2 separate regions of the Oncorhynchus kisutch genome follow, and region 2 is linked to region 1. The links are chromatin contacts, called in public Hi-C maps. All regions are on one chromosome and are shown on one strand. The core of a region is the stretch at or near the end of the contact, and the rest is flanking DNA. Distances in the headings are between cores, read along the strand shown.

Evidence for each region. A called contact is a pair of places that touch in the nucleus more often than the background predicts.
Region 2: a contact with region 1 is called in a Hi-C map of muscle, with 11 times the contacts expected there. The contact joins the promoter of LOC109896714 here to the promoter of chst11 in region 1. A contact is called at or near these places in 2 of 2 Hi-C or Micro-C datasets (liver and muscle).

What each region holds. Positions count from the first base shown.
Region 1 is chrLG9:7,425,114-7,428,945 of Okis_V2, forward strand. It overlaps chst11 (carbohydrate (chondroitin 4) sulfotransferase 11), which reads left to right and starts at 1,837. Exons shown (of 4, transcript XM_031831716.1): 1 at 1,837-2,077. The coding sequence starts at 1,975.
Region 2 is chrLG9:7,571,823-7,575,654 of Okis_V2, forward strand. It overlaps LOC109896714 (zinc-binding protein A33-like), which reads right to left and starts at 1,826. Exons shown (of 1, transcript XM_020491031.2): 1 at 1,255-1,826. The coding sequence starts at 1,804. The coding sequence ends at 1,265. All of the region lies in intron 10 of LOC109896712 (solute carrier family 41 member 2), which reads right to left.

The sequences.
Region 1 (3,832 bases), core at 587-3,086:
TGGAGATGTATTTGATATCACCCAGAACAAGTTTTTAGGAATACCATTCAGCTATGTCTCCAATTGTCCCAGTTATAATCATATAACGATACATTGATTCAACATTTTGTCACTTTGCTTTGGGATCTTTTCAGAAGGTATTTCCTTTGGTTTTTAGAATAGATCACTGTGGACATGCTCAATAAAGCCCCATGATGAAGGTGTCCTAATACCCATAAAACCTAGCGGTCAAACAGGAAAACGGCTCCAAATGTTTTCCCACCATTCATTTTTTTCCATTGGGGATTTTAAAAACAATTCAAATAAGGGCTGTGTTTCATGTAGGCTTACCCTGGTGTGATGATAACCATATAAATCTCTCTCGAACAAGCCTCACATTTTTAGCAAGAACATAATACACTTTTTGGGGGGGGGGGGGGGGGTGGCTTGCCTGTTTTGCATGTTATTTGGTCACATGTCAGTTTGCAAACAATGTAAAATATATATACAGTGGGGCAAAAAAGTATTTAGTCAGCCACCAATTGTGCAAGTTCTCCCACTTAAAAAGATGAGAGGCCTGTAAATTTTCATCATAGGTACACTTCAACTATGACAGACAAAATGAGGGGGAAAAAATCCAGAAAATCACATTGTAGGATTGTTAATGAATTTATTTGCAAATTATGGTTTGTCACCATTTTAGTGCAATTAATGTATTGTTTAGTGTTGTACTGTGCTGTGCAGTGGCTTTGCTGGCATGCATAATTAGTTAACTTTTTTTATAAGTTTTACCCACCAATATTTACATGCTAAAATCGCCACTGATGATGACTCACACTGTGGTACTCAATGGCAGGGTTTCCCAAACTCAGCCCCCCTCCCAGGTGCAGGTCTTGGTTTTTGCCCTAGCAATACACAGCTGATTCAAATAATCAAAGCTTGATGATGAGTTGATCATTTGAATCAGCTGTGTAGTGCTAGGGCAAAAACCCTAACTCTTTTCTGTGGCCACTTTGAGAAATATATCTGTCTACCATTGACACTAGGTGGTGCTATAATACCCATACCCATACTATTGAGGAATTAGCACATTGGCATAACGAATCCTTCTATGGCCTCTGCAAGACTGGCAAGGCAACGTCCAACGGGTAAAATGTGTCAATTTTAGCCATGTCATATTCAGGTAATACAAATATATTCAATTCATAACTCTCACTAGCCTGATTTGACAACATTATTTGATTGAAATTCAATTAAGTCAATTGATTGGTGTGAATTTAAAATATCTAAATATGGTATTCCCATCACTGGACTTGAACAAGAACCATATATCTAATCTATAGATGCGCGCAATTCAATGAGCTACGCACATTTACTCACAAACTGATCCACAAACCATTTTCATACAAGAACGCCGGTTTGTACAGTAGCCTACGTTATGTAATCTCTGTTATAATGAACAGTTTCACCATGTCTGGGTTGTGTCAGCAGCATCGATCTACTTCTCTGTTAGTGTTCGCATGTTCTTGGTGTGAGGGGAATGTAAATTAATCCACACAGTACTTCTCTTACACAGTCACTCACTCAGATGGTGATAATTAATCTTTCCATATATAATCGTATTACAGGGGGAAACGCTTAGACATATTTAGACACATTCAAAAATAAATATATAGCAATGTGGTATAACACCATTCATTTCTCAGTGTGCGACGTGAGATAGCGGTTCTGTTTTACACGTCTCTGTTGCTCATCGCGTTTGGGCGCGCTCATTTTCTGTTGCAAGAGGGGGCAGAATAGTTGCCTTGCTTCCCCTGTAGTTTAGGAGGTAGGGACGAATAGTACAGTCCAGAGCGAAAGCATTGAGCTCATTGAGTAGCGGACAATTGCAGTGAGTATCACCATCAGTACCACAACCGCACGACAAGCCCCGGTGCTCAGACCGACCTACCGACCTACACATAGAAAATCAGCCACAGTCATTCCCTGACAGCCATGAAACAGACTCTGCTCGAGCTGATGAGGATGAGCAGAATATGCCGGATGGTACTCGCCACTTGTTTGGGATCTTTTATTCTGGTCATCTTTTATTTCCAAAGTATGTTCCAACCAGGTAGGTAGGGTCTCTGTCTCTCTCGAATTTGTTGTGTGTTGTGTTCATTGATCTGTGACGTCCTGACCATGGCCCACTCTGTTGTGGCATGTTGATATCGATGTATTTGTTGACTATGTTGAATCATGCATTTTATAAACAATGACAAGGTTGCAACACCCATCTATCCATCCTGCGTCGCCGAGGTTGGGAAATAATGTGTTGCCTGTTTTAGATCAAACACTATCGCATAGATTGTGCGTTTATGCAATTGATCGTATAGGCTATTGTGCCAGAGTCAGTAATCTCTTGGGAAACGAGCACGGCATGTGTGTTTTGAGATTGCGGTACGCATCGCCTGTAGTCGCTGGCGTTCTCGCTGGTATGGATGGATTCTTTTTGTCTCTCTCCAGTCAGTTTGGCTGAAGTCGACCCAGTGCCACTGCCACGGCACCGTTCGGCAGCAGCCGTACAGTATAGGCTCTGTACCATGAATCAAAGAGCCCTGCTTTCAGACGCGCAAGGATCTCACTGTACAAACAGCAAAATGCCTCAATATTGACCTACAACAGGTTTACAGTAACGCGAAATTATTTCTGAGCAACTGTGTGACGCTGTTAAATTCCTCCCATGACTGAAACTGTTTAATTTGAGCTCCTGTTCCATGCCATGGTCCAGGATCAGAGAGGTGGCAAAAATAAAAAAAAGTGTGATTTAATTACCTCACTAATTTTGAATACATTGGCTATGCTTTATTTCAATGTGGCCACGTCTCTATTTGCGGTAGTAGGGAATATAGTGATGTAAATAATAATAACAGGGTATTGTGCCATGTAGACTTTTCCCAGCCAAAGTGACCGTATTATTGTTAAAGGGGATTTTGCAGTAATACTTTATTGGTTCCCCTCCTTTGATTCAAAGTTGTGTCCGAATAGTGAACAAGTGGTAATGGATTTTTTTTTAAAGGAAGGGGAATATCAGCGAATAAATTGTACTACAGAGGAACCAAGTATGAATGCGTAAAACTCTAATTGCCACGCCGTACTTCCACATAATTTGGTGGAATTTCTGAGTCCCCGCTTGTGAGTCATCGATGTAGCCTACACCCGCGACGGGGCTCTCATCACTAGCCTACTGCACCGTAATGCGTGTCATCCCTATTCCGTTAATCAAACATCACCGTGGAAACAGCCCCAATATATGTGCGTTAGTGCGCACACAGATACTTGGGCATGTGGAGAAATGCTTTCCAGCGGCGATGCATGACTCCCCCGCGACATTCTGTAGATCCACAAAGACAAAAGGCTGAGGGGGTTGCTATAGGGAGCCTCTCCCAGGCATAGGGGTATAGGCATGCATGGACCTATCTCGTTTTAGAAGAGGGGACATCTGAAAGTGTTGCATGTAATTGTTTTTGAAGAATACATGTCAGACATGTGAGAAAAAGCCCCGTGTAAGATGGTGTGTGTGTGTGTGTGTGTGTGTGTCAGTGGTGGTGGAGCAGATGTGTGGTGTGTTTAAAGGTAGTGAGGTTGTGTGTTTGGGAGTATGAAGCGATTATGTGGGTGAGACCAGGGATTGACATTAAGGGTTGCCCTATTGCCAGAGGCAAGTGAACTGAGTGGTCTGGCAAATTAAGCCTGATCTGAGGTTGCCGGCAGGTGAACCAAACTGCACACTATTCCAGTAGCCTAAAACTGTTCTGTCTGGTTCTGTCTGCCCATTGCTTAAGTGAATAATGGACAATGTCTGACATTTCGG
Region 2 (3,832 bases), core at 576-3,075, 150 kb after region 1:
GCTAGTCAGAATCGAGGGAAAGATGAACGAAGCAAAGTACAGAGAGATCGTTGATGAAAACCTGCTCAAGAGCACTCAGGACCTCAGACTGGGTTGAAGGTTCACCTTCCAACAGGACAACGACCCTAAGCACACAGCCAAGACAAAGCAGGAGTGGCTTCGGGACAAGTCTCTGAATGTCCTGGAGTGGCCCAGCCAGATGCCAGACTTGAACCAGATCAAACATCTCCGGAGACAACTGAAAATATCTATGCATTGATGCTCCCCATCCAACCTGACAGGGCTTGAGAGTATCTACAGCGAAGACTGGGAGAAACTCCCCAAATACAGGTGTGCATGGCCCTTAACTCTGACACAACTAACGTTATCGCAACAGAACTAGTAGGCCTAGCTAATGTTAGCGAATGTGAATTAATTAAATATGACATATGGCTTACTTGACTTTTATGCTCTAAATTGACTCCTTTATGCTCTAAATTGACTCCTTAAAATAATTTAATCTGGCAATAGTCACCCACAGAGGTTGCCAATGCTGCACTGCAGTAAAGCAGAAGAAGTCAAATGTATCACTTCCGTTGTTTAGCTGTGCCCATAGCAATGTTTGAAAATGAGGTGGATAGTTGCAACCCCCTCCTTTGGGAAGCATGCCTATGCACCTTGTTTCAAGTCCTCTCCCAGGACAACCACGGCAAATCTCTCCCTTTTGAAACAAAGGCAATATCCCATCTCGGACACAAGTTACTGGATGAAGTAGTAAAGACATGGAAAGCAATGCGAGGACTTACCACTAGCACAATGGGAGACCACAACCACAGACTAAGTATTAAGTTCCCCTGATTCAAGCTACTTTAAAGGAGAAGTATATCATTCCTATAAATAGCATTGAGAGAAAGAGAGAATTCCTCATTGTCCCCTGTGAAAGAGAGTGGCTATGGCATTACATGTAAATACGGAAAATAAATGCCCTAGAAACCCTTTTCTATAAGCATTTTATTAAGGAATTATTTATTACAACGTTTTAGGGAGTGGGGATACATTTACTGCTTTGATTTTTCATAACAACAATGAGAGAGACTAGATATCATTGAGTATAAGGACATAAACAACCATTTGTGACATTCATATGACACTGCAGTCTCCTCCAAAGAATGCCCATCAACTATACTTTAAGGTTAAACTCAGTCAGTGTCATTGACAGGAGAGGTGATCAGAGAGGTAGAGTTTTCACCATCATTAAGACGGGCAGAAAAATGGATAGAGTTTATCAGTGGTGCAGCCAGTGAAAGAGTAGAGACCTGGCCTCCTCATCATAAAAGGAGACCTGACCTTCCACATAATCAACAAACACCACCTTCTGGGGCCTCCCTCTCAGGGAGAGCAGGACACTGGGTTTAGCAAGAGCCTCGTATTCTCCATTCTTCAGCCACAGAGCCCAGTATCCATTCTCAGCACTCAGTGTGATATCCCCCTTCCTGTTGATGGACTCTCTGGCCACTCCTAAATCCCACTTAGTCTTTCCTTTAACCATCACCGCATTGTCAAATCTACCTGAGGAGAAGCCCTCCTTTCCCAATACATAGACATCAAGATTGAACCTCTCTGGGTTGTCGGGGAGATCCTGTTTTGTATCTCCATGTTTCACTTGTTTTCTATCCTCAGCCATGATGAGGTAGGGATGTGTCAATCTTGTATCAGAATCCAGAGTCACATCCACTGCATACTGCTGAATCCTCTTCAGTTTGACTTCAGGCAGCTTCTCCATCTGTTTATTCAGTGTCTCCTCCAGTTGAGATACAGCTCTCATCACAGTCCCCACACACAGATGACTATTAACACTGATCTCAGACCAGTTATTGATGGGTGGAGGGGTGCACAGGGATGGGAAGCTCTGTAGGAGGTGGTCCTCAGTGTGTGAGAGCTGCTCCAGCTCAGTGCTTCTCCTCTGTAGCTCAGTGATTTCCTGCTCCAGTTCTTTAATGAGCCCTTCAGCCTGCCTCTATGTTGCTTTCAGCTTCTCCTCAATGAGCTCAGCCTGACTTCTCTCAATGGAGCGCACCAGAGCAGTGAAGACCTGTACACTGTCTGATCTCTCTCGCTCTGCCTCTCTCTTGCTGAGATCTACTGAGTGTTTGATTTCTTGAACATTCTTCAGTCTCTCCTGGATCATCTGCTGCACTTCTGCCTCAGTCGTCCTCAGCTGAGCCTTCCTCTCTCCACGCTCTTCCTCTAGAGGGACAGTGTCATGAGTCTTGTGGTCTGTCTCAGTGCAGAATTGACACGGTGAAAGCAAACCATACTATTATCTGAGGATAGCACCCCATCAAACAAAGACAGACAATCATAATTCAACCCGCCAGGCGCGACACGAAACTATATAATTCATGCCTTACCTTTGAAGATCTTCTTTTGTTGGCACTCAAATGTGTCCCATAAACATCACAACTGGTCCTTTTGTTCGATTATTTCCGTTGTTATATATCCAAAATGTAAATTTATTTGGCACGTTTGCTCCAGAAAAACACCGGTTCCAACTCGCGCAACATGACTACAAAATATCTCATAAGTTACCTGTATTCTTTGTCCAAACAACTTTCCTAATAGAACTTTAGGTATTCAATGTAAATAATCGATCAAATTTAAGACGGGATAAACTACGTTCAATACCGGAGGAAAACAAAGTGGAGCGTGCTTTTCAGGTCACAAACCTCTATCAAACAGTACAGTTCACTCGACCCTTGTTCTGAACAGGGCTACTTCTTCATTACACAAAGGAAAAACATCAACCAATTTCTAAAGACTTGACATCCAGTGGAAGCGATAGGAATTGCAAGCAACTGTCTTAGAATTCTAGATTCCCAATGAAAACCCATTGAAATGAGAGTGACATTTTTTTCCTGGATGGTTTGTCCACGGGGTTCCGCCTGCCAAATAAGTTCTGTTATACTCACAGACATCATTCAAACAGTTTTAGAAACTTCAGAGTAGAGGTCGACCGATTAATCGGAATGGCCGATAACTTGAAATCGGCCCTAATTTTTCATAACAAACGGAAATCGGTATTTTTGGACACCGATTTTGCCGATTTTCTTTTCTTTTTTCACACCTTTATTTAATCTTTATTTAACTATGCAAGTCAGTTAAGAACACATTCTTATTTTCAACGACAGCCTAGGAACGAACGGTGGGTTAACTGCCTTGTTCAGGGCCAGAAAGATAGATTTTCACCTTGTCAGCTCGGGGGATCCAGTCTTGCAACCTTACAGTTAACTAGTCCAACGCGATAACGACCTGCCTTGACACTGGCAATACTAAAGTGCCTATAAGAACATCCAATAGTCAAAGGTTAATGAAATACAAAATGGTATAGAGGGAAATAGTCCTATAATTCCTATAATAACTACAACCTAAAATTTCTTACCTGAGAATATTGAAGACTCATGTTAAAAGGAACCACCAACTTTCATATGTTCTCATGTTCTGAGCAAGGAACTTAAAAGTTAGCTTTCTTACATAGCACATATTGCACTTTTACTTTCTTTTCCAACACTTTGTTTTTGCATTATTTCAACCAAATTGAACACGTTTCATTATTTATTTGAGGCTAAATTGATTTTATTGATATTATTGTATTATATTAAGTTAAAATAAGTGTTCATTCAGTATTGTTGTAATTGTCATTATTACTACAACAAAAAGAAGAAATCGGACGATTAATCGGTATCTGATTTTTTGGTCCTCCAATAAATCGGTATTAGCATTGAAAAATCATAATCGGTCGACCTCTTCTTCAGAGTGTTTTCTATCCAAAACTACTAATAACATGCATATCCTA